2 separate regions of the Anas platyrhynchos genome follow, and region 2 is linked to region 1. A link is a contact called in public Hi-C data. All regions are on one chromosome and are shown on one strand. Each heading gives the region's core, a stretch centred on a gene start, on an enhancer-like site or on the middle of the called end of the contact. The rest is flanking DNA. Distances are from core to core; before and after follow the strand shown. Region 1 has its middle 4.2 kb from the start of BAZ1B. Region 2 overlaps MLXIPL (MLX interacting protein like).

The links. Hi-C and Micro-C count contacts between places; a contact is called where the count stands out from the background.
Region 2: a contact with region 1 is called in a Hi-C map of subcutaneous adipose tissue, with 1.7 times the contacts expected there. The contact joins two enhancer-like sites. A contact is called at or near these places in 3 of 8 Hi-C or Micro-C datasets (skeletal muscle and subcutaneous adipose tissue).

The regions. Positions count from the first base shown.
Region 1 is chr20:11,525,338-11,528,286 of IASCAAS_PekinDuck_T2T, reverse strand. No RefSeq gene overlaps it. Among named protein-coding and RNA genes, the nearest start is that of BAZ1B, 4.2 kb to the right of the region's middle. Within about 2 kb of position 1,511, at least 2 of the 8 cell types and tissues checked have an H3K27ac peak or open chromatin away from gene starts, as enhancers often do.
Region 2 is chr20:11,559,519-11,562,467 of IASCAAS_PekinDuck_T2T, reverse strand. It overlaps MLXIPL (MLX interacting protein like), which reads right to left. Exons shown (of 16, transcript XM_027445912.3): 8 at 12-842. Among named protein-coding and RNA genes, the nearest start is that of TBL2, 7.0 kb to the left of the region's middle. Within about 2 kb of position 1,482, at least 4 of the 8 cell types and tissues checked have an H3K27ac peak or open chromatin away from gene starts, as enhancers often do.

The DNA.
Region 1 (2,949 bases), core at 262-2,761:
AGGTGCCTCCTAATACATACAGTCAAAGGCAAGTTTTAGTAGCTCAGAATATCCCACTGTATTTAGCATTGGTGTGTCCTCACCTTGAGTACTGTGTGCAGTTCTGAGCTCCACAAATTGAAAAGGATATTAAGATACTTAAAAGCATCCAGAGGAGAGCAAAAAACCTCATAGAAGGGCTTGAAGGCATGCCCTGTGAGGCGAGGCTGAGGACACTGGGTTTGTTGAGCTTGGAGAAAAGTAGGTTGAGGGGTGACCACGTTGCTTTTTACAGCTGCCTGAGGAGGGGAAGTGGACAGGGAGGTGCTGGTCTCTTCTGCCTGGTATTTAGCAACATGACAGGTAGGAATGACACAAAGTTGCATTACAGGAGGTTCACATTGAACATTAGGAAAGAATCTTTCACTGAAAGGGTAGTTAGACTCTAGATCAAGCTTCCTAGAGAGGTGATTGATGCCCTGTGCCTGTCTGTGAATTTGGATAATGCCCGTAATAATATATTTTAACTTTGTGATAGCACCTAAGTAGTCTGACAATTGGACTTGATGATCACTGTAGATCACTTCCAACTGGAACCATTCTACCTGAATACACCTAAGTGTAGGAGGATGACCAGAATTAGATCCCAAACTGATGCTAGTTATGTCCAGCAGCCTCTGTGATGGGCTGTTCATCCAAGACTGCCCCTGGCACCCTTCCAGCAACTGTGCCTCTTGCTCATCTCCACTCTTCTTCCTTTGAGCAAAAAACTGTCACCTCTCCCAGACCAAAGGGCAAGAAAGGTGAATGAGTATGGGACATGAGTTGGAGTGAGGATGCAGCCCCTGAGTTGGATTGGAAAGGGGACAGAAAGCCCTGAACAGGATGAGGATTACATGGGGGTGCTGGTGCAGGCAAGGGAGGACAGGGACAAAGGGGAAGTGCAACAGTGGCTGAGGGGTGGGAGCGTGGAGCAGAGGGAACTCCTACACCTCCTGGTGGGGACTGGGCTGTCAGGAAGGGTAGGGAGGGAAGGTTCCTATCATGTACTCCCTGCACAAACAGCTAATGGCAGTAGCCATGGCTCTGACTGGGAAGGCTTTTTAGTGTGAGCTAAGTACTTGCAATAAGGCTTTTACCTGGCTTTGATTAAAGCCCTCAAACTTGGAGGCACTGAAGCTGCACAAGCCTCCCATCTTCAGGTCCTCTGTGGTGATACTTCCGTGACAGGGATGCTGTGCCTTTGCTGATGTTTGCACCATCAATACATTCTCTGATGAGCCTACTGTACTCATTGCTGATGGCTCACTGCCCTGATTTATCACTTTATATCTCACAGCATGGACCATCACCTGCTGCAGAGACAGCCCTCTCTTCTCCTCAGCAGAGCCAAGCACATGACCTACAACTTGGGTTTTATTCCAAGCTTCAAACCACTCTTCAAAAAATCTCAAGCATGATCTGGGGAATGCCTGCATACATTGTCCAAATGCAAGACTGCCATCTCCTGGGCAGCTGGGAAACTCAGTCTACAACAGCCCCTGAAAACCACCCTGGAATAACTCAGAGGCCGTGTGACCAAGAAGGCACAGCCATGGTGGGTATAGCCCAAGGAAGAGAGACACAGCATTGGGGTACTTCGGAAGCAAATCTGGCCTGCTCTGTGTTTAACCCATGCACTAAGCAGAGCATGAGCAGTGTCTTTGGGCTCTCAACCAGAAATTAGAGAGCCAGATGGGCCAAGCAGGCTGCTTCCTGGGTGCTCAGCACTGCTGTATCCCTGCCTGCCTCTTTGGAGCAGTTTCCTGCACACCTCTGACCTTCCTGAAGGGCGGAAAGACACCAGGCCGAGCTGGGTGGCCCTGCACCGTGGCTGGAGGGTGCTGGCAGGACAGAGGCACTGGACTGGCACTGGGTTCAGGGAACCGCAGCTCTTCTCCCACCCCTCCCCATGGGTCCAGCCCCCTCACCCCAAGCTATTCTGTGGTCCGGATCTGCACCTGATCCCCGCAAAACCCAAACTCGCATCTGCTTTCCTTACACACCATTTTTCCTTCTCATCCTCACTTTACCCTGCAGCCTGTGGAAGTGGACAGGAAAGTTCAGCCCAAGAAACTGAGGTCTGATAAAGCTGCAAGCAAGGAAAGCAACACTTATGGGATGTACCATGCAATCCTCTTTCAATGGCTGTGATCCCACTCTGCTTTGAAAATAACTCCTATAGCTCCTACAGCACCTGACCGAGGTAAAGAGAAACCTCAACAGAAATTCCTAAACTCACCATTATATTTATGGCATTAAATCCCAGTTCTGGCAGCAGAAGTAAATAAGGACAAGTGTTAGCATAATAGAGATTCATTTATCTCAGCATTAGTTCTGTGCTCTATTAATGCGTGCAGGGAGCCAGGTATGGAGTGGGGGGAAGCCCTGGCGGGTCCTGCCCCACACACTGGCAGGACAGGCCTGGGGGTTGGCAGTACCAAAGCAGGATGTAGGAACCAAGTGAGAACTGTGCGTGTTTGTTGGGACCGAGCTGAGCATGAGCAGAGGGTGAACCACAGAGCAGACAGTGGTGTGGCTGATCTTGGAGGGGCTGAGATGTAGCCAAGCACAGCAGGACACCAATGTGCCTTTTGATGTACGAAGGACAACACCAAATTTAGTCCAAACACAGATGCCAGGTTAAAGACAACAAGTGTAGCAATGCAGTGAAGAGACAGACTATTTCTAGCAACTGTATACAGACTATCAGATAAAGAGAGAAAGAGAAGCCAACTGAATGCCCCCTCTGTGACTGCGTTTCTGCTGTTAAGTTACCCGGTGAAGTCAATTACTCCTGCATGGCACAGCATGTGCACAGGGGAATAACAGGAGCTCTGCGCTCCTCAGCACCCATTGCCAAGTGAGGTCCATCAGACCCACCCATGTACCTGGATCCTCCCTGGCACCATGAGAGCATCCAGGACACAG
Region 2 (2,949 bases), core at 233-2,732, 34 kb before region 1:
CAGCCCCTCACCTGTGGTCAGCAGCTGGGTCAGGCAGGGGTTGGGCACAGCCAGGTGTGGCGGTATGGAGGGTCCTGGCAGCCTCTTCGCCTTGGTGCTGCCAGTCTTTGCCTTCGACCGCCCGCTCCCGCCAGGGGATGGCCCTTTTGGGGTGGCAAACCTGGGGCTGCCCGGTGTGGTGTGGGGCAGGTGCTGGGGGGCAGCTGGGCCAGGGTACTCTGGGGGCACCATGTCTACAGCATAGCCTATGCCTGGGGTGTGCTGGGCAAAGCATGGTGTGGAGAGTGGGGACGCAGGGTGGGCAAGGAGTGAGGGGCTGGGTGAGGCAGTGTAGGGAAACTTGGAGCGGGGGGCGGAGGTGGGGGAAAATGAGGGCTCTGGGCCCAGCAGTGGGGGCCCAGGGGATGGGCTGGGGGGGGTGTAGGGGAGGCCAAGCGGCTCCATGCTGACGCACTTGCCAGGAAAGTTGTACTGCAGCAAGGGCTTGTGTTTGAGCTGGGGGCTGAGGCTGCCAGGAACCGCAGCAGGGGGCTCGGGGGCCAGGGGTGGCGGGGGTTGCTCGGAGCTGAGGAAGGCACCATGGAGGCTGAGCTGGGAGGCACCGCCAGGCTGTGGGAAATAGGGACATGTCAGGAGGGGTGGCTTGGACACTGGCAGCCATGGGCCATGAACTGGGGTCATGCTCACCTGGAGAAGGGTGCTGGGAGGGAGCAGGGCATTGGGGCTGGTAGGCACGGCCCCTCCGCCAACATAGAGGGGCTCAGCCATAGTCACAAAACAGGGTGGCTCCTGGTAGCCCAGTTGTGTCTGTGCAGGCAATGGCCGATGGCTGATGAAAATATCTGCGGGACAAAGTGGAGAGGTGGTGATGGGCAGTGAGGGCCCAGAGGAGTGCTCCTGCTGCCATGAGCTGCTCCTGGAGAGGGGTGACAAGCCCAGGGCACACTGGAGAGAGACTCCATGCCTGGTGCTGGTGCAGATTTGCCTGTTTCACCTTCACCTTGGGGGGGCATGACAGCTGCTGGCTCCATGGGCAGATTTGGTGCCCTTGTTGTGAAACACTGGAGTTTCACATGGTGAGAGGGAAGAAGCAACTCACGCGCCTAGGCCCAGCCTTGCCACAGGCACTGGGACAGGAAAACCCACCCAAGGACGCCACCAAGGGGTGGGGACCCCATCCCTGTCCCTGACACCCAGCTGAGAGCTGCATGTTCCAGCTACTCCCTGGGGGTTTGGGCCCTTCCCACTCCTCTTGAGCCAGCCCTGGTGGCTGGGACCATGCCACCCAGGCTGTGGGGCAGCTGTGGAGCTGGTCTCACTGCCAACACAACATAACTCAGAGGATCAGGTCGCACTGTCCCTGAGCCATGCGACACAGTCCTGCTGGGGTTGAGGCAAGCATTTGCATCTCTGGTCTGGTGCTGCCTTGCGTGCAGCCTGTGGCTAACCACATCCCATGGCCTTCCCGAAGCCGAGCCCCGTGACCTTGCTGCGACTCCCTCTCCCTTCCTGTCTCCTTTCCACAACCCTGCTTCTTCCGCAGGCCCAGACACCACGGCACAAAGCACTGGCGTTATGCCTGGGGCAATCACCTCCCCAGTTAAACACGCTCCATGGGCACATCAGCCCCACACACACTTCAGCTCTGTGCTGGGGCTACCATTGCCTGTGCCAGCACTGGACCAAACATGACCACCAGGAGGGTTTTTCCCCAGTGAGGATGACTAGGGGGTGGGGATGGGGCTGCTGGATGTACGTTTCCCTGTAAGGTGGAGCAGGAGCACTGGACAGGCTTGCAAGCAGCTGCCCTACAGCCTGTGGCACAGGTTCTGCATCCAAGCAGCTGGTCCAGTACACAAGCACCCATATCTCTGCTGGGGAGCAACTCCAGCCCAGGGCCAAATCCTCAGCTGACATGGGCACCTCTGCCTTCAGGCCCTCATGCTGCTGACAGCAGAGCCAGTTCAAGAACAACCAGGCTGACCCTGCCTGCCCAGCTTGCCCAGCTGTGCTCTGGGCACCAGGAGACCTGCAATGACTCCTCTGAGCTCTGGCACAGGCTCCAGTGCCTGGAGTGTCCTCACTGGGAGAGGCAAAACCTCTGGGCCTGAGACCCTTTAGAGTCTACACTGGAGGAAGAAATGCCAGCAGAGAGGGATGCCGTGGCAATCCCAGCAGTGCCATACCGCACAGCACACTGTTGGCTGAGGGTAACACTGGTGTGACACAGGGCAGGTGCCCTGCTCTCCTTGACTCTGCCCCTTCCCCATGAGCCCTGCAGAGAGGAGCTGCAGCCCACGTACCCGAGGCTGGGGACAGCATTTTTCTACATGTCTCTTGCAGGGATGGGCAGCAACATTCACACTCCACTTCTTCCCAGCCCACTGCTACAGGTTGTTTCAAGACAGAGTTGGCTGCTGTCGGCACCAGAGCCCTCATGATGGAAATGGCTTCTGAGGTGCTCAGGTCCTTATGGCCCCACTGTCCTCAGAGGCTGCAGCACATTCTCCTCAGACCCTGTTCCCAGTCCCACCTGGACCGAGGCCAGGGGCATGGCAAATGCCTGGGAGCACAGCAGAGCCACTCCTACCCCTCCAGGGCCAGCACATGGTGTGGGCTCTGGCATGGCCAGGCAGGGTCTCAGCATTCCCCAAGGTGCAGCACCCAGCTCCTTGCTGCCTCTGGCCCTTCTCTGTGCCCATGCCAAGCTGTTCCCTGCCACCAGCACCGCAGCTCTGTGTGTATTTATAGGCATTTCTGGTGCCCAGCACTGCAGATTCGATTCCTCTTGTGCCTCTCACTGTGTTGCCAGGATGGATGGTGGATCCTGCGCAGCACAGCAGCTGGCAACCTCCTGGGCGTTCTGTCCTCCCCTTCTCCTGCCCCTTACCCACCCTGTAGCTCTCGCCCATGCTCCTCTCCACTGTCACATTGATCTAATCTGCTCAC